4 separate regions of the Mus musculus genome follow, and regions 1, 2 and 4 are each linked to region 3. A link is a contact called in public HiChIP or PLAC-seq and promoter capture Hi-C data. All regions are on one chromosome and are shown on one strand. Each heading gives the region's core, a stretch centred on a gene start, on an enhancer-like site or on the middle of the called end of the contact. The rest is flanking DNA. Distances are from core to core; before and after follow the strand shown. Region 1 overlaps Gm36203 (a long non-coding RNA gene). Region 2 holds the start of Gabpb1 (GA repeat binding protein, beta 1). Region 3 holds the start of Mrps5 (mitochondrial ribosomal protein S5). Region 4 holds the start of Sppl2a (signal peptide peptidase like 2A).

Region 1 (5,250 bases), core at 2,552-5,051, 980 kb before region 3:
AAGATCACTTAATTGGAACACTATGGATTCTGGTTATTGTACACGTGTTGTCATGCAGCCACCAGTGACAAGTGAGACACACAGCATGCCACCACCTCACACAAGGTCCCTGACTATTTCTGCAATCCTGCTCTTATCCTTGGGCCCGACAGTCAGGGACCTGTTCTCCATCACACGGTTCTGTCTTTTATAAAATTTCATATAAACGACACCAAGCAACATGTCATCTTTCGTGCCTGGCTTTTTTTACTTGCTGCTCTACCTTTGAGACTTGGCCATGTCCTCACGTGTTAGTAGTGGACCTCTGTTGACAGCTCTCTTAGTTAGGGTTTCCATTTCTGTGAGGAGACCCCATGACCAAAGCAACTCTTTAAAGAACAGCATTTAACTGGGGCTGACTTACAGGTTCAGAGATTTAGTCCATTATCATCAAGGTGGGAGCAAGGCAGCATCCAGAAAGGCATGGTGCAGGAGGAGCTGAGAGTTCTACATCTTGTTTTTATTGCATCCAGGAGAAGATTGGCTTCAAGGCAGCTAGGAGGAGGGTCTCAAAGTCCACCTCCAAAGTGACACACTTCCTCTAACAAAAACAAACTTACTCCTAACAGTCCCTCTCCCTGGGTCAAGCATATTCAAACCACCACAATGGCCACTGCCACATCTAGCTTTCCCTTCATAAGTTGGATATTTGATGTGTTTGCAGCTTGGAGCAGTTATGAATCAAGATACTATATGTATTTATATATGTTTATGTATGTACATATGTATTTATGTATATTTATGTATATGTGTTTATATATTACTAGGCCATATGAAGGCATACGTTTAAAATTTAAGTTTTCATAAATTTGTCTTTCAAGATTCCATTTGTATCAAAATGGACGACATTAGCCCAGAATGTGGCATCAGCTTTCCTGAAACCCATAGTGATTTACCTGTCTGGGGGTGTTTAGAGACTGTGCCACCTGGTTTTGTGTGTTAACTGGGCCCAAACTAGAGTCATCTGAAAGGGGGGAACTTAATAGAGAAAATGTCTCCAAAAGATCCAGATGTAAGGAATTTTCCTTATTAGTGATTGATGGAGGGCCCAGCCCGTGGTGGGTGGTTCCACTCCTAGGCTGGTGGTTCTGGATTTGGTAAGAAAGCAGGCTGAGCAAGCCATGGAAAGCAAGCCAGTAAGCAGCTCCCCTCCACAGCCTGTGCATCAGCTCCTGCCTCGAGGTTCCTTCACTTGCTTGAGCTCCTGTCCTGACTTTCTCCAACGATGAACAGCAATATGGAAGTATTTGCCGAATCAACCCCTTGCTTCCCCAGCTTGCTTTTTGGTCATGATTTTTTTTTTTTTTTTTTTTTTTTTGTCAAATCAGTGGTAACCCTGACTAAGACAGAGATGTCTTATAGGACCTCATAAGTAATTAAATTGCTTGGCCTTAGGGGAAAAGACATCTCAATGGATGCGATGACCCTTGTTTTGAACTCTAGGCTCTGTAAAGGCTTCCTGGAGGAAGGCACACCCATCCTGTTACTCTGTGTGTGTGTGTGTGTGTGTGTGTGTGTGTGTGTGTGTGTGTGTGTGTGACATTTCTCAAGTGTTCTTTGGGTCCTCAGTTTTATGTCCTTGCCTCTAGTGGCTGTTTCAAGTTCCACCCAGGTTGAGGCCAGAGGGGAACATATCTGTGGGGAGTGATTAATGGCAGAGTCATTTACAACATCCTGAATTGCTTAGTTCCCGACCTTTATCTCACGTGCTCCAAGGAATGGCTCCGTCAAGTTTAAATACAAGATAAAAGTTGAGGAGCCAGGAAGACCCCTGCTGAACACATGGAATGGGGCTCAATAGCGCTGTATCTCACACCTGGTAAAAACTGACACCCAATTAAAAGAAAAGTATTGGAGGAAAAATAGTTGTTGACATGGGCTTGGATTGAAACTTCTTGAAAGCTCTGTAGAGTCCACACATCCTTTGGGCAGTCCCTGAATCACTCTGTTGTACCTGGGGCGACAGTGATTCATAAGCGTGTGTCCTATTTAAAGTACAAGGTGGTTGCTTCTCCTAAAATCCTTTGGCTTCCTCCCCGGGAAATCACTTTAAGCTTACAAACCTCATGGCAGGAGTAGACTCCTGGCCCCCACTGCAGCCCTGGGTCATGTGATTTGTGGGATCAAAGGAGGTGGTTTACTCATCCCCGGGCAAGGTCAAGGGTAAAGTTCAGGTGAGGTTTACTCTGTCTAAGCCTGGATGTCGAGTGTTTTCATGTTTTTCATTCAGAGAAATGACTAGACACAAGAAAAACGGCCTATTGTAAGCTTCTAGCTCACACCTCACCTTTAAAAAAATCTGAGCATTCTGTCTTGGAGAACACGCTGAGAATCCCTGACACCCATTCAGCCGGCAGCACAGAACCCCAAACGTCAGGTGCTGGGTCTCCCTTGGGGTCGTGTGTGTGTGTGTGTGTGTGTGTGTGTGTGTGTGTGTGTGTGTGTGCCCGTGTGCAAGGCCAGCTATGAGGTATCACATATCTCTCTCCACATTTCTTTTTGAGGCAGGGTCTCCCATTGACCCTGGAACACATCAGTTTGGCTGAGAGTGGCCAACTAATTAGCTTTAGAGTTCCATCTGTCTGTCCGCTATTCCAGATATGGCATTGCAGATGTGTCTGCACCTGGCTTTTACATATACACAAGGGAAACAAACTCAGCCCCCGCCCCCATACATGCACAGCAGGTGCTGGGTCTCCCTTGGGGTCGTGTGTGTGTGTGTGTGTGTGTGTGTGTGTGTGTGTGTGTGTGTGCTAGCAACTGAGTCATCTCTTCAGCTCCTCCCTTGGGGTCAGCTCCTCGTTACCTTCCATTGCTCTTAGCAACCAACTGGGAACAAGGTCCTGGATAACTGACAATGAAGCTCAGCCTCTGTTAAACTTCAGTTTCGGACAACACTTTCAGAGACGGCAGTGTACAGTATGACCTAGTTTGTCCCACATCCCGCAGTCCCGGAGTTAATTCCAGAGTGTGAAACAGCATGCAGTACAAACCCAGGTTGCCCAATAAAGGACATGTCGGGAAACAGCATTATTTTTCTGATTTAAAGTAAGTAGGTCTGGAGGGCTCTGGGAAACAGTGGGATTTAGTTATAAAACGGCTATAATTGTGGGAGAGGCTTTGTATTTCAGTTTTGAAACACAATGAACAGTATATGCCACTTTGACGTGATTTACAGTTAGAGGAGGACTCTTTCTTCTAAGGATCGCTTCTCAATGCTCACGGGTGCCGTGAGACAGGGCCTTGGGTGAGCCTCACCTTCCCTTCAAATGACTCCTGCCACATGGAGCAGGAGGGTTTTTTAACAGAAGAGCATAGAGCCATGTTGTCCTCTTGTGAGAAACAGCAGGGACCGTTGGATACCCACAGGCCCCCTGCTGGCCACCCTGCTGGCAGACTTGCCTGGAGCTTCCTGCAGACATAAGGCTATCTGGGAACCTTGGCCACCCAGAGCACCCAGATGGGTGGCCCTCCTTTTTACCCCCACAACTCTCTTCAGCAGTGTCAACACTGTCAACTAGAAAGCCACTGTGTCCTGGATGGTGGACCAAACAGGAGGGAAACCAGGGTCGCTTTCTTGGCTATGCCTTGGATGGCTCTGTAAAGGCCAGACTCCAGATTTAAGACTCGCTGTAACCACGTGCTTTCAGAAGCCCCACCCCCACCCCCAGGCCTGGTCTAGCTCAGCTAAGCCCTTGTCCTAGGTCCCCAGGCTGTCACCTACTCCTCAGTTCACTCTGCAGCCATGACCCAGGTGGCTAAGCATGAGGTTACAGACTGGCTGGCCTTGACAAAGTTAAACTTTCTCTTTAAGCTAAGTGCGAAGGCCCAGGTGAGGCTGACTGGTAAAACATACGCAAGTGCCAGGCTGTGCCTGCGTGTTGGTTAGACTTTGTTCTCAGTTACTAAGTGAGTATTGTTTAATTTAGCAGTTTAATATTATGCTTTGTCAATTTGAAAGAACTGTCCTCCTTTTCAGGAAATAAAAAAAATAGTTTATTCTGAGCCAAAAGACTGACCAGTTTACAATGGTGAGACTGTTAGGTAGATGAGCTACAGCGGAGCAGGGGGTTGGGCAAGAATCTCTTCTAAAAGTCTCCGACATAGTCTTAGAGCGTTCTTAGCCTTCGGGCTGGGGGAGGGCAGAGTCCTGCTAAGCTCAGTGATACATTCTGAGGAGTCACCTGTTAGTCATGAGCATGTTAGGTCAGATCCAAAGTTAATTGGCCTAAGATAGCCCAGGGTAATACCAGCTCATAAGCTCCGTTTCACTTTTCCTGCTGTTCCTGCCAGCCAAGGTCAAGCTGTCTGCAGGACATATATACAGTGATGCTTGAGCCGGTGCCAAAGGCACTTTGTTACTAAACTCCGCCCCCAGCCTTAAGAATTCTTGCTCTAGACGCAGCTCCTCCCAGGAGTTTCAGCTCTGGTTTTGTTATGTAGCTCATCTTTATAGAGGCGTGGAGTTGAGTTGTTTGCTAATCTGTGCTTTGGTTACTAGCTTTTTTTGGACATGAAGTTATAACTTGCTAGAAGCTACCCAAGTTGTTAGCAAGGAGCCTAGGGCACGCTCAGAAAGAGGCCCTGCAAGCTGGCAATAAGGGAAATGTACAATTGCAGGAAGCTGTTGGAGCCATGCGTCGAGCATTGCCCAGGGGCTCCACGCAGGAACTCTTTAAACCTCCAAGTACAGAATCATCGTTGCATATGCTGTGTGCTGGTAATTACGACGCGGATCTGCCTGAAGTTGGGCACAATTTTTGTCAAGTTAAAAAGTGCACAGCGTTTACTACTACTTTACTACTTTGAATCCGTTAAATTTGTTTTTGACAATTTCTTGCAAGTTTGCAGTGCATACTGGCACTCTCCCCGCTACCCTCCACCACATCTGTCTATTTCCCCCAACATCAAATCTCTTTCTCACGTCTTGTGGATTCCTTTTGTTTTGTGACTCGCTCAGAACAACCAAGGCCTTCTGTGTGACCTTGACTTTGGAGCTATATTTTGGAGCCTGGTGGGCTGAGCAAAGGATACATAACTAAAGACAACGATTCCTCCTCTTCCACAGTCTATCAGTAGCCAATAGTTCACATAAAGGGGAGGGCCCAGGGAGCCCAATTCTCTGCTACGATTGATAGGGCAAGGGAAATAATTTCTTTCTGGTTGAAAAGATTCCCCAACCCTCATGGGTTTACTCTGGCATGGAACATG
Region 2 (4,668 bases), core at 309-2,808, 910 kb after region 3:
AATTAAGGCAATTAACTATTTACTCAAAATATTATGGAAAGGAATAACAATTTAAAAAAATTCATAAGAGCTGGCAGTATTGGTACACCCCTCTAATCCCAGCACCTGGGAGGCAGAGGCAGGTAGACCTCTTTAAGTTTGAGCCCAGCCTGGTCTACAGAGTGAATTCCAGAGCAGTCAGAGCTTCACAAAGCGAGACCCTATCTCAAAACCAACCAACCAACCAAACCTAACCAAAAACCCCTGAAATAAAATATTAAATAAAAAGAAAAAACATGAACTATGCTCTCCCCATTCTGTTTACTTTGCTATGTCTTACACTGGCTACAAACTTTCACTATATAAATAAGAAAGGCAGCCGGGCGTGGTGGCCTTTAATCCCAGCACTCGGGAGGCAGAGGCAGGCAGATTTCTGAGTTCGAGGCCAGCCTGGTCTACAAAGTGAGTTCCAGGACAGCCAGGGGCTATACAGAGAAACCCGGTCTCGAAAAACCAAAAAATAAGGGCAAGTGTCCTTATCTGAGGACAGACACACACAAACACAAATGAAGTCTGTAAACAATTTGGATCTCATTTAAGCCATTTTGCTCCTAGGTTATTCTCGGTTGTCTCCGATATTCTCATTCCTAGATACCTGACGCCAAAAGTTCCACGGGTAGTGGACTTTTCGGTGAAATATATCAAAGTGGAACTTTGAAAATCGCATGTGAAGTAAATTTATAAGGCTTTTCCTTCACAAATCATCATCTCCCAATCAACTCTTGGTTCATTGAAAGTAAAATACGTCACTAGGCATGGTGGTACGCGCCTTTAATCCCAACAATTGAGAGGCAGAGGCAGGCGGATTCTTTTGAGTTTGAGGCCACCCTGGTCTACAAAGCCAGTTCCAGGTCAGGCAGGGCTGTTACAGAGAAACCTTGCCTCGAAAACAAATCAACAAAAATCCTGACAATACAGACAGGAGAAAAGCGTCACTATTACAACATTAAAAAAAAAAAAAGCCACAGAAACATCCACGTCACACACGACCAGTTTACACCAGGTGAAGAGGACAGGCATCCTTTGTTCCCGCACAGGCCCCACAACCAGCGATTCCGGGTACCTTCCAGGACCACGGTAAGTTAAATCTTAGGTACCCGGCTGCCCTTCCGCCTGCCGGGAATCTGCTAGAACACCCCATAGTCAAGTCCAAGCTCCAAGCGTCCCGAAATGCCGGCACTTTCCGTGTCACGCCGGGGGAGAACTTAGCACACGCACCCCTAACTCCCACACATCCCGCCCCGCGACGCGGCGCGGAACACCCAGCCGCGCACAGGGCCACCGCAGCGCTCACCCCGCTGCCGCGCAGGCGCCGGGCGAGCCGGGACTTGCGGTCGCCCCGCGGATCATTCCGCCGCAGCCTTTGTGTGGCCGAACGCTAGAAATGGCTTATTTCCTTTCTCCCCGTTTAAAGTCAGAAGCAGACCCTCTCATCCCTTTCTCCCGCCGGAACGGGGCTGGGGGAGGGCGGCGGCAGGCTCGCTCCCGGGGCCAGTGGGGCGGAAACGGGCGCGGGTTGGCGAGGCCGCCGCAGGCATGCTGGGAGCTCGGCCGCCGTGTCCCTCCGCGCCGACGGGGACTTTTCGGTGGGGATTTTGGGCGCCGAGCAGACGCGGCATTTTCGGAAAATAGCGCCCTGTGCAGCGAAGCGCTCTGTGTGTGGCGGGGCCGCGTCTGCCCTGACGGCTCCGAGGCGCCGCGGTCCCCGCACCTCCTCCCGCTGCTCCCCCGCCGCCGCTCCCGAAGCTTTTCCAGGTCAGTGCGGGTCTGTGTAGGGCCCTGTTACCACCGGATGTGGAAGTTGATCTCTTCGCTGGTAAAAAATAATTCCACTTCCCCCGGAACCCAGATCATCCCCGCGATTTCCTGTTTATTGCATTAAGGCGCCGGGTTTCCGGGGCTCCTGGCCCCGCTTGTTTGGCGGGGGTCGGCGGGGTCGGCCTGGGTGTCCGTGCTGCCGCCGCCGCCGCCGCCGCGCTTTGTCCGCCCGGCGCTTGGCTTCTGGGAGGGGCGGCAGACATGGTGGCGGCCGCCGCCCCCTCCTCGGTCAGGCGCCGCGGCCTCCTGCGGGCCCCACGGGTCGGGTCTGCGGTGGGGTCGCCATGGCCGTGGGGGTCCGGGCCGGCGGGGCAGGCGGCGGGAGAGGCGGCGCTGTCCCCGCCCGCTCCTTTGTCTCGGCGGCCTGAGGGCCTGGCCTGGCCGGGCCGACGACAAGCGGGAGGGAAGGCCGGGCCGCGCTGCCCCGCTGGGCCCCGCGGAGCCCGGGGCGCTCGGGTTTCGGCCCGAACAGCCGGGTCGGGGCAGGGTAGACGGGCCAGTCCGGAAGGGACGGAGCCTGCCATTCTCAGTGGCCGAGACTTTTGCCCCGGAGACTTCGCCACCGGAACCCACGCGAGCGCGGGTGCGGAAAGAAGCCGCGAGTTTCGTCGGTCATGTCTTGCCTGGGCACAGATCGGTGTTGAGTGTGCTGTTGTGAACCTCTCCCACGGCGTTGAAGCCGCGGGCTTAGCCTTGAAGTGTGCATCTCCAAAATGAGAGCGAAGGAAAGCGGGCCTACCTGCTGGCTTTTTTTCCCTTGAAGCTTTTGCTTTAAGCCCATTTCCACTGTGTCTAGCAGACACATTTGCTTTAAAGCAGGGAGCGAGACCACAGTACTTCTGAAAGAGAGCTTCATAACGTGGGAGTAATTTTTAAGAGTTCTTTCTGCAGACACTGTGGTTTGTTGTCTATTCAGGCAAGTTACTTTCTGAAATGTAATTTTTATCTGGGGGTAAAAAAGAACGGTGGTGTGCTTTTTCTAGGGAAGTAGTGGCCTTCCCAGAATTGAAAACGCACCGAATTTAGTACGCAGACGATAGTCTACCTCACAGAGATTCACCCAGATTAATTTAAATATAACTGATAGCTTTTTGGCTCTTAGGCCTTCAGACTCTGACTTTTTAAGTTTTAAGGGAACTGATGGCTCTTATCCCTTTATTCGCTTTTCTTATTTTGTCAAAAATGAAAAGTAACGTGTCAACTCATGACTTAGGCAAGAGTCACATTGTTTTGCACTTTCGAAAGTCTTTTTTAAAGCCTAGTTTAACAGAAAACATTCTTGAGTCAATTTTTGCAGACAGTCTTGTGATATGCCACATAGCCAATGGAAAACACTGTATGTATATTATGCTTTTTTTAAAAAACATGATATATCCCATCCTTCTATTCAGCATGTTAAGTACAATCAAGATATTGTGAAAGACAAACTGAATGAGAAGAATGATTCTTGTAGTTTGGGGGAGAGGCCTCTAACTTTTTAAAAGATGGCCATTTAGATGCTTAAGCATTGCAGAGATTATAATTTACCAGTAGCCTTGATATCTGGAAATAGTCCAAGTGACAAGACATTTTAAAGTTCCAGTTCATATGCTTAACGATGTACACATATAATCAGCGTGTAAAGACCCGCTTGTAAGTACCTTCTTCACGAGGACACGTGCATCTTAGGCGCTTCAGACTTCCGTGGGAAGTGAGGTGTTTGCCGAAACAAAATGCACATGTAGTTTGCATGTGTAAGTCTTAGCCTCTTCCCTGACTCAGTCTGGGTTTCTTGGGTGTGGGCGATTAATCTGTAATAGTTCAAGATGAGTTTGGGGCTAATGGCTTTGGAAGGAAGCTGAGTTTCCAGTGGTTTCTTAAAACCCTCGTCTGATTCTGTCAGTTGACCTCTGCTGTTTCATCAACAGGAAGCATCTGGCCATTCTTCATGTCATTGTCAGAAAGTGCCAGGTGCATTTTTATGTTTGCTATTATGCATATCAAAATTGGATCTTAATTTTAACCTCGTTTTTATTCCCCTCCCTCCCTCCCCCGGCATTTTAAAAACCCGTGGTATCTCTAGGTATAGGTGAGGCAAACATTACAAATTCAAAAATTGTCACATGAAATTTTAGGTCAGAAATTAATTTTTGAGTGAGCTCAAGTTTCTTGCAAGTTGTCTTGTTAGTAAATGCACTGATGATGTCCAATCCTTATCTCACCGGCTATCTTAGAGACTCATGTCAAGGCAAGTTCCTGGACATCTAGGAACTTGTTTACATATTGACAAATATGACAATTTGACATTGTATACATGTCATATAGTGTACAAATTAAGGTATGTGTTGGGACCCATTCACTTTCTCTGCTCTAGTTTATAAATGTATAATTGCAGTCGTAATATGAGTGTGGGTAGCTGTCCAGTGATCCAGTGGCTTTTTAACTAAAAATTACATTTCAGTAACAAGTGTCTCAACTTGGGGTCAGTTGTAATTAGCATTTTCCTTGTCTGAGGAGGATTGTTCCTTCATCCCTGTAAAAGATAAATCTTGTGTCAGAAGAAGTTAGAATTAGAACCTGTGTTCTCAGCTCTGCAGTGTTGTCCACAAAGGTTAGTGCATTTTTATTTGGACTGTGGATGTTTATGGCAGTAGAGATGTAGGCAGAGAGTAAGTTCTCCAAAGACAAGACTTGATTTATCCTGATAGAAAAAAAGTTGAAGAATACCAGTTGAAGCTTTTCTGGTCACAGGAGCTGATACTGACTCCTGTGTGCCTTAGTTGTCTCATTTGTACAGTAGGAATAATTACATGAATTCTTCCATAGAAAGTG
Region 3 (4,759 bases), core at 2,162-4,661:
AAAACTACTGCACAGTAAATAAACCTTAAAGAACAGAGAGGTAGTAGCACCTTACCGTGGCTAAGAGCTGTCTTCACTGCCAAAAAGGAAGTGGCTGCTACTGGAAAGGCGTTTAAAGAGAGTTGCCTAGACAGGAAATGACCTAAAAATTGGGAGGAAAAGAGTATTTGTTTAAAGATATTTTCTACATGAGACGGAGCATTTTAACCAGTAAGATATTGGAACCTACAAAACAGAAAGATTAAGACAATATGTAAGCCATCTCTAGGCTCCACGCCGACATGGCGCCTCATCTCCACCTTTCACCCTCAAACCCATGCAGTTTCCAAGCCTCGTGAAAGTCCCTTGATGTCACCTGCACCCCCTGCCGTCCTTGCTGGTCCTTCCATGCTACCCATACTCCTGCAAACAACCCAACAAAACTCATGGATTCACCAAGGCAGACTTCGGGGGAATCATCACGCTGCTCTCTGGAGGTTCCCTAGCATAGGTGAGTAGAGCGTGCGCATGCGTGGTGTTGGGAAGGGCGGAGCCTCTTTCAACAACAGCTCCGGGGAAGCCCCCCAGATCCCCACTCCTGCTCCCTCTGGCACCCACCAGCCCTCACTCAGCGTGGCGTTCTAGCACCGACTCTGACAGCAGAGCTGAGAAAACTCATGTATGGAGACAGCGGGGCAGTAAAATCCAGATGGAGGAAGTGCAGGTCTGCCTCTGATCATCAAAAACTAAACCAGACAGAGGCCAAAGGTCTATAAAACTCGTAAACAATCACAACCTTGGACTTGGCAGTGGTTTCTTAGATACAACACCAAAAGCACATGCTACCAAAAGGGAGAGGGGGAAAACAGATGAATGAGACCATCAAAATTTCAAACCAATGTGTTCAATGCTAGAAACAGCTTGGCGGCACAGCTCTTGCCTGATGTGCACTAGGCCCTGGATGCTCAAAAACAAAAACCTGTGTTTCAAGGAACACTATTAATGTCAGGTATACTAGTATATCCCAGCATTTGAGAAGCTGAGGCAGAAGAATCACTGTGCGTTTGAGGCTAGACTACATTCATAGTGAGAACCTTGGCAGGGGAGGGGGTCTTAAAAGTTAACATGCAAAACTCTTTAAAAAAAAAAAGTTTATGCACAGTGCACATGCCTTTTATCCTAGCCTGGAAGCAGAGACAGGCTGACCTCTGTGAATTCGAAGCCAACCCGCTCTACATAGTGAGTTTCAAGATAGCCAAGACTACACAATGAGAGCCTGTCTCCAAAAATACTTTTTTTTCTTGCAGATTATATATCTGACAAGAGACTTATTTCTAGAAAATGCAACGAAGTCTTCCAAATCAAGAATAAAAAGTCAACCCAAGTGACAATGAACAGGAAGTAACCTGTTAGTACAGGCTCACAGACCCTGCTATGAGAGAGACTGGAACAGGAGGATGGGAAGTTCAAACCCAGCACCGGGCTAGAGAGTGATTGCAACAGCAGCCTGGGCAAGCTGTTGAGATATGTCTCAAAAAACAAAAATTTACTTCTTGTTTCTGTGATAACATATCCAGGCATAAGGAACTTAAGGGAGAAAGGGTTTATTGGGGCTCACAGTCCCAGAGAGATTCAGACCACCATGGAAGAGAAGTCATGGCAGCAAGCAGTGAAGACATGGCGGCAGAAAACCACATCCACACCCCGGAAGCAGGTGATCAGGCGTGGAAGGCAGGTGATGAAGCTCCCTAGCCCACCTCCACAGACTCACTACCTCCAGCATGGCTCCGGCTCCTAAGCATCCATAACCCATGGCTCTACCGACAGGATCCAAGCCTTCTAACACTCGAGCGTGCAGCTCAGTTGTAGAGCATGTGCCTAGCATGCACACGGTTAGATCAAGTGTTTCCCTCTAATCTAGGAAATTCATGGTCAAGAACCACACAATCAAGTTACAGGCGCACACAGACAAAAGATTTGAACAGATATTGCTTCAAGAACATACACACATGGCTATTAAGCGCATGGAAACGAGCCCATTAGAAATCAAAGCCACAAAATTAGTATATCGTCACAGCTTGGTTCTCTGAACAGGACAGACAATAACAAGTGCTGGCAAAGAGAAACTGAAGCCCCTACACAGTGCCGGTGGAGCTGTAAAATGGTACAGCTACTTGGTAGTTAGTTCCTTAGTTAAACACTGAGGTGTCACTTCAACCAGCAATTCCACCCAGGAAATACCCACAAGAGGACGGACATGTGCACAGACAGAAGCACAGCATCCAAATGTTTTAACATCAGTCCTAACAGCCAAAAGATGGAAACGGCTCAAACGTTCATCCGCCAATGAGTGGATAAACAAAATGTGGTGTAATGGACACAAGAGTATTATTGGCTCACAAGCAACATGGGACTGGTATGTCACAGCAGGGACAAATCCTGACAACACAGCATTATTGGCAGATGCCAATCGTAGAAACCAGATGCCCAGAACAGACAAGCTATGGACAGATGGGAAATAGATCAGTAGTCTCCCAGTGTTGACGGCTAGTGAGAGATGGCGAGGGGTGGGGGCAACAGTTAAAAGGTACAGTTGTTTTTTCTTTTGGAGTGATGAAAATGTTCTCAAACTGACTGTGATGATAAATGCACCGTCTACAAAAACACTAAAACAAAACCTTTGAAGTGTACACTTTAGATAGATCACCTGCGAGCGCTAGTGAATGTTACAACTTACTATGGACAGAGGCCTTAATGAGATGGTTTCAACGCCGGCAAAACAAACGAAGGCTCAAGTCACATACCCTATCAAGTGATTTCAGGTTAAATATTGCAACAAAATGAACTTTCTGGACCAGGACCTTGAGCACAATGTCCAGCGCGAAGCTATTCCTACAAGCCAACGCCATGCTAGAGATCGGCACACAACTGAAAAGGGCGGCAGGAAGACGGTGACAGCAAAAGTATATTCTGGCAAACGGATCGGCCCAGACGCTAAAATGACAGCTAGTTAATCTAACAGACTCAGTAAGAGTCTGTTAGACTTTTTGCTGGCGGCACTCTGACTCGAGACAGGGATTGACATCACCCTATGAACCACAGACTATGCTTGCTACATTCGCTCCTCCTCACAGAGTGGGCCTGAACGGTCTCCCTGGCCGAAAGCACACTGCCCAGTTCACTCCTTATACTCTCAAACGGCGCGACCAGAGAGGGACAGAAGGCGCGCAAGGTCACACAGCCGGCCGGACCCGAATGGGAGACTGAGATCAAGGACTCGGCGACTTCTCGCGTTCCTGGAGCCTAGACTCGACAGACCCGAGGGAAAGACCCCTGCTCGCGCGCGCTTTCGGTCCGGGTCCCAGGGCTCACCTGCCTGCAAGCTACACAATGCAGGGAGACAGCCTGCAGCGCGTACGGCCGCCGCCATGCTGGAGCCGGAGCAGCGACTCCGCCTGTCTCTGGAACCGCCTTCCTCACCGCCTGCAGCAACGAGCTGCGACCGCGCCTTGTCACAAGTTCGTCGTCAGCGCAGAGAGGTGTGCTGAGGCTCGAGGGCCACCATTCAGCGCACACGGAAAACTGCCCTCGTGGACCACAGAGGAAACTGAGTCAGGCTCAGCCTCGGACAGCTGCTCAGGGGTCCTCGCGCTAGGACCCCGGGCAGGGGCGGGGCGAGGGCGGGGCTAGCTCTGGGCTCTTTTCTCTGATAGTAGCCTAATGGATCACATCTCACCAGTAGCAGGCTTGACCTGGCAAAGTCAGTTCTGCGGAACCGGGAAAGAGTCTGGGAACATCGGGAAGGAGCCCGGGGGTGAATGAGACAAAGTGTGGGAAGTCCGTAAAGGCCCAAAGTTTATTAAACATATGTTGCCTTTGTTGTGTATTCATGGTACAGGTTGTTCACACACAGTCATGTTCCAGCCCGAGGCCACGGGTTTTACCCCACCTGCTCATGGCTTTACACTATCCATGCTTGCCCAAATGAGTCACATATGATGGTTCTGGACTCCTCCCCTGAAACTTTAAGCCTGCAATAAACTGTTTCTGTGTTGCCCTGGTCATGGTGTTTTGTCACGGCAATAGAAAGTAACACAGGGGCTTTCTTCATTAGCTTCTTGGGATTATCATTTAAGGCTTCTACCTTTCCTGAGGGCAGTGGTTGTTGGGCAAGCCACATTTGCTACCTAATGTCTTGGTCATGATTCGAAACACCTGCAGTCTCTGAGCAAGTTCAGAATTGCTTGTGAGAGTGCCTTGGCTACTTTGTAAGTCTTTGCAGCACAGGCTGGGGAGGCTTTAGTTCATTCAGTAAGGATATCCATGAAGACCTATAGGCAGCTGAAGACGTGGCAAGACTTGGTAAACTATGTCCTCCAAATCTGTCACAGGTTCGTGACCATGTCTGAGCACATACCATGCAGCCCCCAAGAAACTCAGGAGCAGACTGGAAGAATCATTTTCCTGAGAAGAGGTGATTGTATGTTTCTCCTGACCTTGTCCAACCAAAGTATCACAGGGCTCTTTTACAAGCTCTCTGGGAACATAGTTGAGGATTTCTGTATGCAGCCATCCTTCAGAATTGCAGAAGAACCCTTTCACAGCTGCCCTTTTCACTGCCTTAGGGGCAGACCGAGGCTTACAAGAGATCCATGAGACTGACAGAGGCGAAAGGGATCAACAAAAATTAGACAGCAGTGCTGAGACCTTGGCAGCCTAGTGATATGATTTATTCCCTCTACTGACAAGCCACCCATTTAGTGCCCCCTGTAGCCGACAT
Region 4 (4,862 bases), core at 151-2,650, 650 kb after region 3:
TGAAAGGTTTTTAAGCTTGGCTGTATATTAAATCTGGAAATGTTTTTAAAATCCAGATATATTGCTCTCATCAGATGAGCAAGTATCTAGGATCCCAGTGGAAAGGGGAGATTAGCTTAAACATCAGTGTCCTAGAAGGATTCTAAAAGTGGCTGAGAGTAAATGCAACAATGCTTGACAGGCAGTTTCTGTCTAGGGGGTTCTTACAGCTGGTAGGGTTACAAATAGATTGAAACTGGACCAGAGGGGGAAGCCAGGGGACAGACAACTACAGAAAAAACCCACGCAGAACTGTGGGAGAGCTTCCTTCAGGAATTCCCCCAGGAAGATGCCAATGAGGAAGTCTCAAGTTCCAAGCTGTGCAACTATTTCACCCTCTGCCTCTTCTCACTCTCCCCCTCTCCTAACTTCAGCCAAGGTCCAGTTCTGTAGTTCTGTAGTTCTGTAGTTGCCTCCCTTGGCTTTCAGACTAATGCTTCCTTCCTCTTTGCCTAGCTGAAATTAACTTGCACAGAAGGTAATAGTCAGTTATACTCAGCTAGGGCTGGTGTTTTTTTTTTTTTTTTTTTTTTTTTTTTCTCTTCCTGGTGCCCTATTTTTACCTCCCTTGGATCCTTGTGGAGTTCCTTGTGAAAGGTTGCTTTGTAACAGTGTTTGCTCACACATCTGTAGTCCTTGCTGTGTCCCTCCTTTAGGATAACAGGAACACTGTCCTATTCAGTGTTTGGTATTAAATAGTCATCCAACAAATATTTGACAACCTAGTATACACTGGATATTCTGTGTGTAAGGACACAGCAGTCAACAGAGCAAAGAGGGATCCTTCCATTAACTGGATAGCAGCATGGGAGATACATAGATGAGTATAAGAAAATGGGGGGAGGGACCCCCAAAACCTCAGGCATGGTGACTTATGCCTATGATACAGGAAGATCTCTGAGTTCTAGGCCATCATCTTCAAAGTGAGTTCAGTACTAGTCGAGGATGTTTCCAAAGAAAGCAAGAACAACAACAGCAATAAATAAATAAATAAATAAATAACAAAAAGAAAAAAAAAGCTATGAAGGTTACAAATAAATCATAGCATGAAAGTGAATTAAGGGGTACTTAAGATGAAGTGTACTAGGAAACCCTCTTTAGGGAGGAAGTGTTAAGTAAGTGATAAGGGAACACCAAGAGTGTATTCCCCAGAGACTGCCCGCCTGGAGGGTCTGTGGATCTTAACGGGTGGGAAAGTAGAGAAACCAAGGACAGAGAAAACAGGGTGAGGTGACGTAAACTTAGCAGCAGAGGAAGAGTTTTGATTTGTGCTGCCAAGTGTGGAGAGGAGCCTCGTCTGGGTTCCGTATTTACGAAGATCGCCCCGAGGCTACGTGGCAGAGGCCAGAAAGGAAACTGAAACCCGAAGCTCCAGTGGCTTGGAATGGGCGGCGGCCGCAGTTAGGGGGAACCGAACGAGAACCCAGGATTTACGCAGCTAAAACGGCTCTGCCAGGAGCTGACAGTACCCACAGAGTCCCGGCCTAGCGTTTCGCGGGAGGGACCGGAAGAGGAAGTCGGGGCTGCACCCTAGAGGTCCGGGTGCCGCCAGCGCAGCCTGAGCCTAGCTGCCCGCCCGTGGGATGGGGCTGCTGCACTCGCTGCACGCTCCCGCGGCTGCCCTGCTCTGGAGCTGCCTGCTCGGACTGGTGAGAGCCGCACTCCCCTCCCCTCCCCTCCGCTTTTCCCTCCCCTTCCTCCCGCTTCCTCCCCCTCCCCCTCCATCCCTTCCTTTCCCTCTAACCTCCTCCGGATTTCCCTCATCCCTCCTCCTTCCCTACCTCCCCCTTCCTCTCCTTCTACCCTGGCTTCCCATTCTCCCACTGCCCGGGCCCGGTTAACTGCCTTCGTCCTTGAGTCCCAGCATTCCTCACCCGCCCCCAGCCCCCGAAATCCAGCGAAATGCCCAACCCCTGGGAGAAACCCGCGGGCGGGGGTAGGAGTGGGTGGGGAGCTTCCTCCTCCTTGGTCCTGGAGCCCTCTCTATAATTTTTCACTGTGCTGGCATCTTTTCTTCTTAATTCAAAGAATTCACTTCTGTGCTTCTCTGTGTAGCCCAATCTTACTGCTGCCTTTTGCCTAGAAAAAGGCGGATGGAGGGGCCGGTGTGAACAGGGTTCCAGGTGTTAGCGTTCTGGCCTGCTCTTTTGTTGACTGCGCTCACATACATTTCTCTCTATAGCCATATGAATATCTATATACTTTCCTTTCACTCCCAGATAGTGCCTTCTATGTAAGGTACATGTGATTATACTATGGGATTTGTATTATGCTTTTGTTTTCATATAGGTATACTTTAAAATACCTTTAAAGGGGAAATGAGAGGTTTGAATAGTTTGACGTCTAAAAGGGTCAAAGTCTGGTTGAGAAAAAAATAACAAATATGCGCTCACATACCCATATTTGCTGAAATAATGTTTTAAAATTCGGGATCAAAGTAATTTGAGCTCCAATGTGTGACCAAGAAGCTAACTCTCAGTGTTTTAGATTTTGTTTCTGTTCACTTTCTTTTCTGACATTTGATGTTGGGAAATTTGTATCGGTATTGTTTGCACACTGTTGTGTAAACTGTGTATGTAGTTATTACTTAAAAACCATCACTTCTCTGAAAGACTGCTTTGTCACTCTGGGCTTGAAAAGGTCATGGAGAAGGTTTAAGCCCCAAACAGTTTTTTTTTTTTTTTTTTTTTTAAGGTAGCCTTTGGCGTTCTAGGAACTTTGCTGGACAGCATTCGGAGAGAACCCATTCAAAAAGTATTTTGAGGAGAGAATGACAGCACAGTAGCTTTACTTTGTATCTTTAAAGCAGGAACTGAATAACCAGACAAGTGTCATTTAGGTCCAAAGAAAACTCACAGGATATGTAAATGTCTCGGCCCTCTAGCTTAGCTGTCAAGCTTAACTCATTTCAGGGAACTTAAGATGATTAATACGAAATAATGTTTACGTACTTATACCATAGCTCCACTAATTTTTCTCAAGGTAAATCAATATTTAGCACAGTAATACATCTACTCTTGATAAACCCACATTTTTTGGGCACTCAGGAAGCTGAGGTCTGTGGATCTCTTGAGTTTGGAGCCGGTTTGGTCTACAGAGAGTTCCAGGACAGCCTACAGAGAGAAATCTTGTCTCAAGAAAACAAACCAAACCAAACAGAACATACAAAGTGTTAAGTCCACACTGTGGTTGCTATTAAAGAGCTCAGAAGATACCTGGGTAATGATGGATGTCATGGATACAAGGGTAATGACGGCTACCTATGTAGCATGCTATTTTTGTTGTTGTCTTAATTCTTTCTTCAGACTTTTTTTTTCTCTGTAGCCCTGGCTGTCCTGGAACTCACTCTGTAGACCAGGCTGACTTCAAACACACAGAGATCCCCCTGCCTCTGCCTCCTCTAAGAGCCGAGCTTAAAGGCTTGTGCCACCACTGACCTATTTAGCAAGCTTGTTTTAGGTATGGTCCCTGAAGTACTTGGCCTCCCCCAAACAGGGTCTGAAACTGGCTGCCCTTGAGCTCCCCAAGAATAACAGTGAGTCTGACTGTCTGACTGTAGCGTGGGGATTGTAGGCATGAACCACCGTGCTCAAATGGCTTCATAAATGGTAGGCGAGTGCTCGACTGAGCTAAATCCCTAGCCAGCTGAGGAATAAGAGTCTTGTTGTTGTTTGTTTGTTTTGTTTTTAAGGTTTGGAAAGTTGGTAATAGGTTCCCTTGGTTGCGACTTTAAACATGTCCCTTTTCTGAACAAACTATAAGATTTCCAAATATTTTTGTAGTGGCTTTGCTTTTGATTCTTAGCATAAATCTTAACTACAAATATCTATTAATACCTGTGTGAGATAATCTGAACAATGTGCTACCCGGACATTGCCTCTTTCAGTCCTTTAAACTCAGCTTCCCACAGGGTCAGAGTTTGGACAAAATGAAGACAAGTTCTTTACCAGAATGGTACAGCATGGTGCATTTAGCCTAATTCCAGATAGAGTCATCATTCCGTCTGCAAATTCATGAGCCTGCTTTTTTACTATCTGCATTGAGGGCAGCATCCCGCTATTCTGTTCTCTCCCCAGAATGGCCTTGATAAGCTCTTTTTATAGCATGGTAGGCTTTCTCTAGACTGCTCCTCCAAACCTCCAAACTTCTCCTACACACTAATGTCAAAGGCTTATGAACCATATCATCAGCTATAATCTGTCATAAGCAACAACCTACCTCTGCAGTACCATATTTCTCAGCATACTGTTAGTTGTGGCTGCTTGTGTTTTCACTGCTGACCCATTTCCCTGGATCTTGTGTTCTTTTTATTTTTTATTTTTTAAACTGGAAATATTTGGTTCCTTTTAAACAGCTATTGATGGTATAATACAACAATTCCAGGTGATACTAATTTAAACATTTACTAGTTCAGGGAAGGACAATCTCAGCACAACGTAAAGCCAAGTGTCACGTGACTCCGCTGCTTTCTCAAGAAAGGAGGGATGAAGGCATGGTCAGAATGGTGGTTGACAACTTGGACTCCTGTAGGTTGCTTATGGGTCATTTTGTAGATATACTGGCAGGCGAGATGTTGGAAGCAAACCTACTGTTCTTAGAAACAACAGTATGCTTAAAATAGGAAAAAGAAAAAGAAAAAAAGTCGTACATTTGAGCTCATATCTGAAAACAAAGAAAAATATCCACCAAATAGCACAACAGATTTTTTTAAATAATTATTTTCTAACATTAACATTGTTATTGTAGGGGGCTGGAGAGATGGCTCAGTGATTAAGAGCACTGACTGCTCTTCCGAAGGTCCTGAATTCAAATCCCGGCAACCA

Evidence for each region. Promoter capture Hi-C pulls out the DNA fragments that hold promoters and counts their contacts. HiChIP or PLAC-seq counts read pairs in DNA pulled down with a chosen protein or histone mark.
Region 1: a contact with region 3 is called in a FOXA1 HiChIP or PLAC-seq map of pancreatic cancer cells. The contact joins the enhancer-like site here to the promoter of Mrps5 in region 3. A contact is called at or near these places in 1 of 39 promoter capture datasets (embryonic stem cells), 7 of 115 datasets of contacts at active chromatin or transcription factors (astrocytes, embryonic forebrain, epiblast stem cells and 4 more) and 1 of 9 other capture datasets (macrophages).
Region 2: a contact with region 3 is called in a promoter capture Hi-C map of fetal liver, with 2.6 times the contacts expected there. The contact joins the promoter of Gabpb1 here to the promoter of Mrps5 in region 3. A contact is called at or near these places in 3 of 39 promoter capture datasets (fetal liver, liver and pre-B cells) and 2 of 484 Hi-C or Micro-C datasets (embryonic stem cells and muscle stem cells).
Region 4: a contact with region 3 is called in an HNF4G HiChIP or PLAC-seq map of pancreatic cancer cells. The contact joins the promoter of Sppl2a here to the promoter of Mrps5 in region 3. A contact is called at or near these places in 1 of 39 promoter capture datasets (hippocampal neurons) and 1 of 115 datasets of contacts at active chromatin or transcription factors (pancreatic cancer cells).

Annotation. Positions count from the first base shown.
Region 1 is chr2:128,565,127-128,570,376 of GRCm38.p6, reverse strand. Gm36203 (a long non-coding RNA gene) reads left to right here. Exons shown (of 9, transcript XR_866725.3): 9 at 1-224. Among named protein-coding and RNA genes, the nearest start is that of Gm39928, 18 kb to the right of the region's middle. Within about 2 kb of position 3,801, at least 47 of the 459 cell types and tissues checked have an H3K27ac peak or open chromatin away from gene starts, as enhancers often do. A contact at or near this core is called in pancreatic cancer cells, where this site is marked.
Region 2 is chr2:126,672,482-126,677,149 of GRCm38.p6, reverse strand. Gabpb1 (GA repeat binding protein, beta 1) reads left to right here and starts at 1,558. Exons shown (of 9, transcript NM_001271468.1): 1 at 1,558-1,794. It overlaps A630026N12Rik (RIKEN cDNA A630026N12 gene), which reads left to right and starts at 1,863. Exons shown (of 1, transcript NR_166192.1): 1 at 1,863-4,668.
Region 3 is chr2:127,586,078-127,590,836 of GRCm38.p6, reverse strand. It overlaps Mrps5 (mitochondrial ribosomal protein S5), which reads right to left and starts at 3,411. Exons shown (of 12, transcript NM_029963.2): 1 at 3,352-3,411; 2 at 56-142. The coding sequence starts at 3,409. It also overlaps a transcript of Zfp661 not described here.
Region 4 is chr2:126,929,773-126,934,634 of GRCm38.p6, reverse strand. It overlaps Sppl2a (signal peptide peptidase like 2A), which reads left to right and starts at 1,400. Exons shown (of 15, transcript NM_023220.2): 1 at 1,400-1,688. The coding sequence starts at 1,623.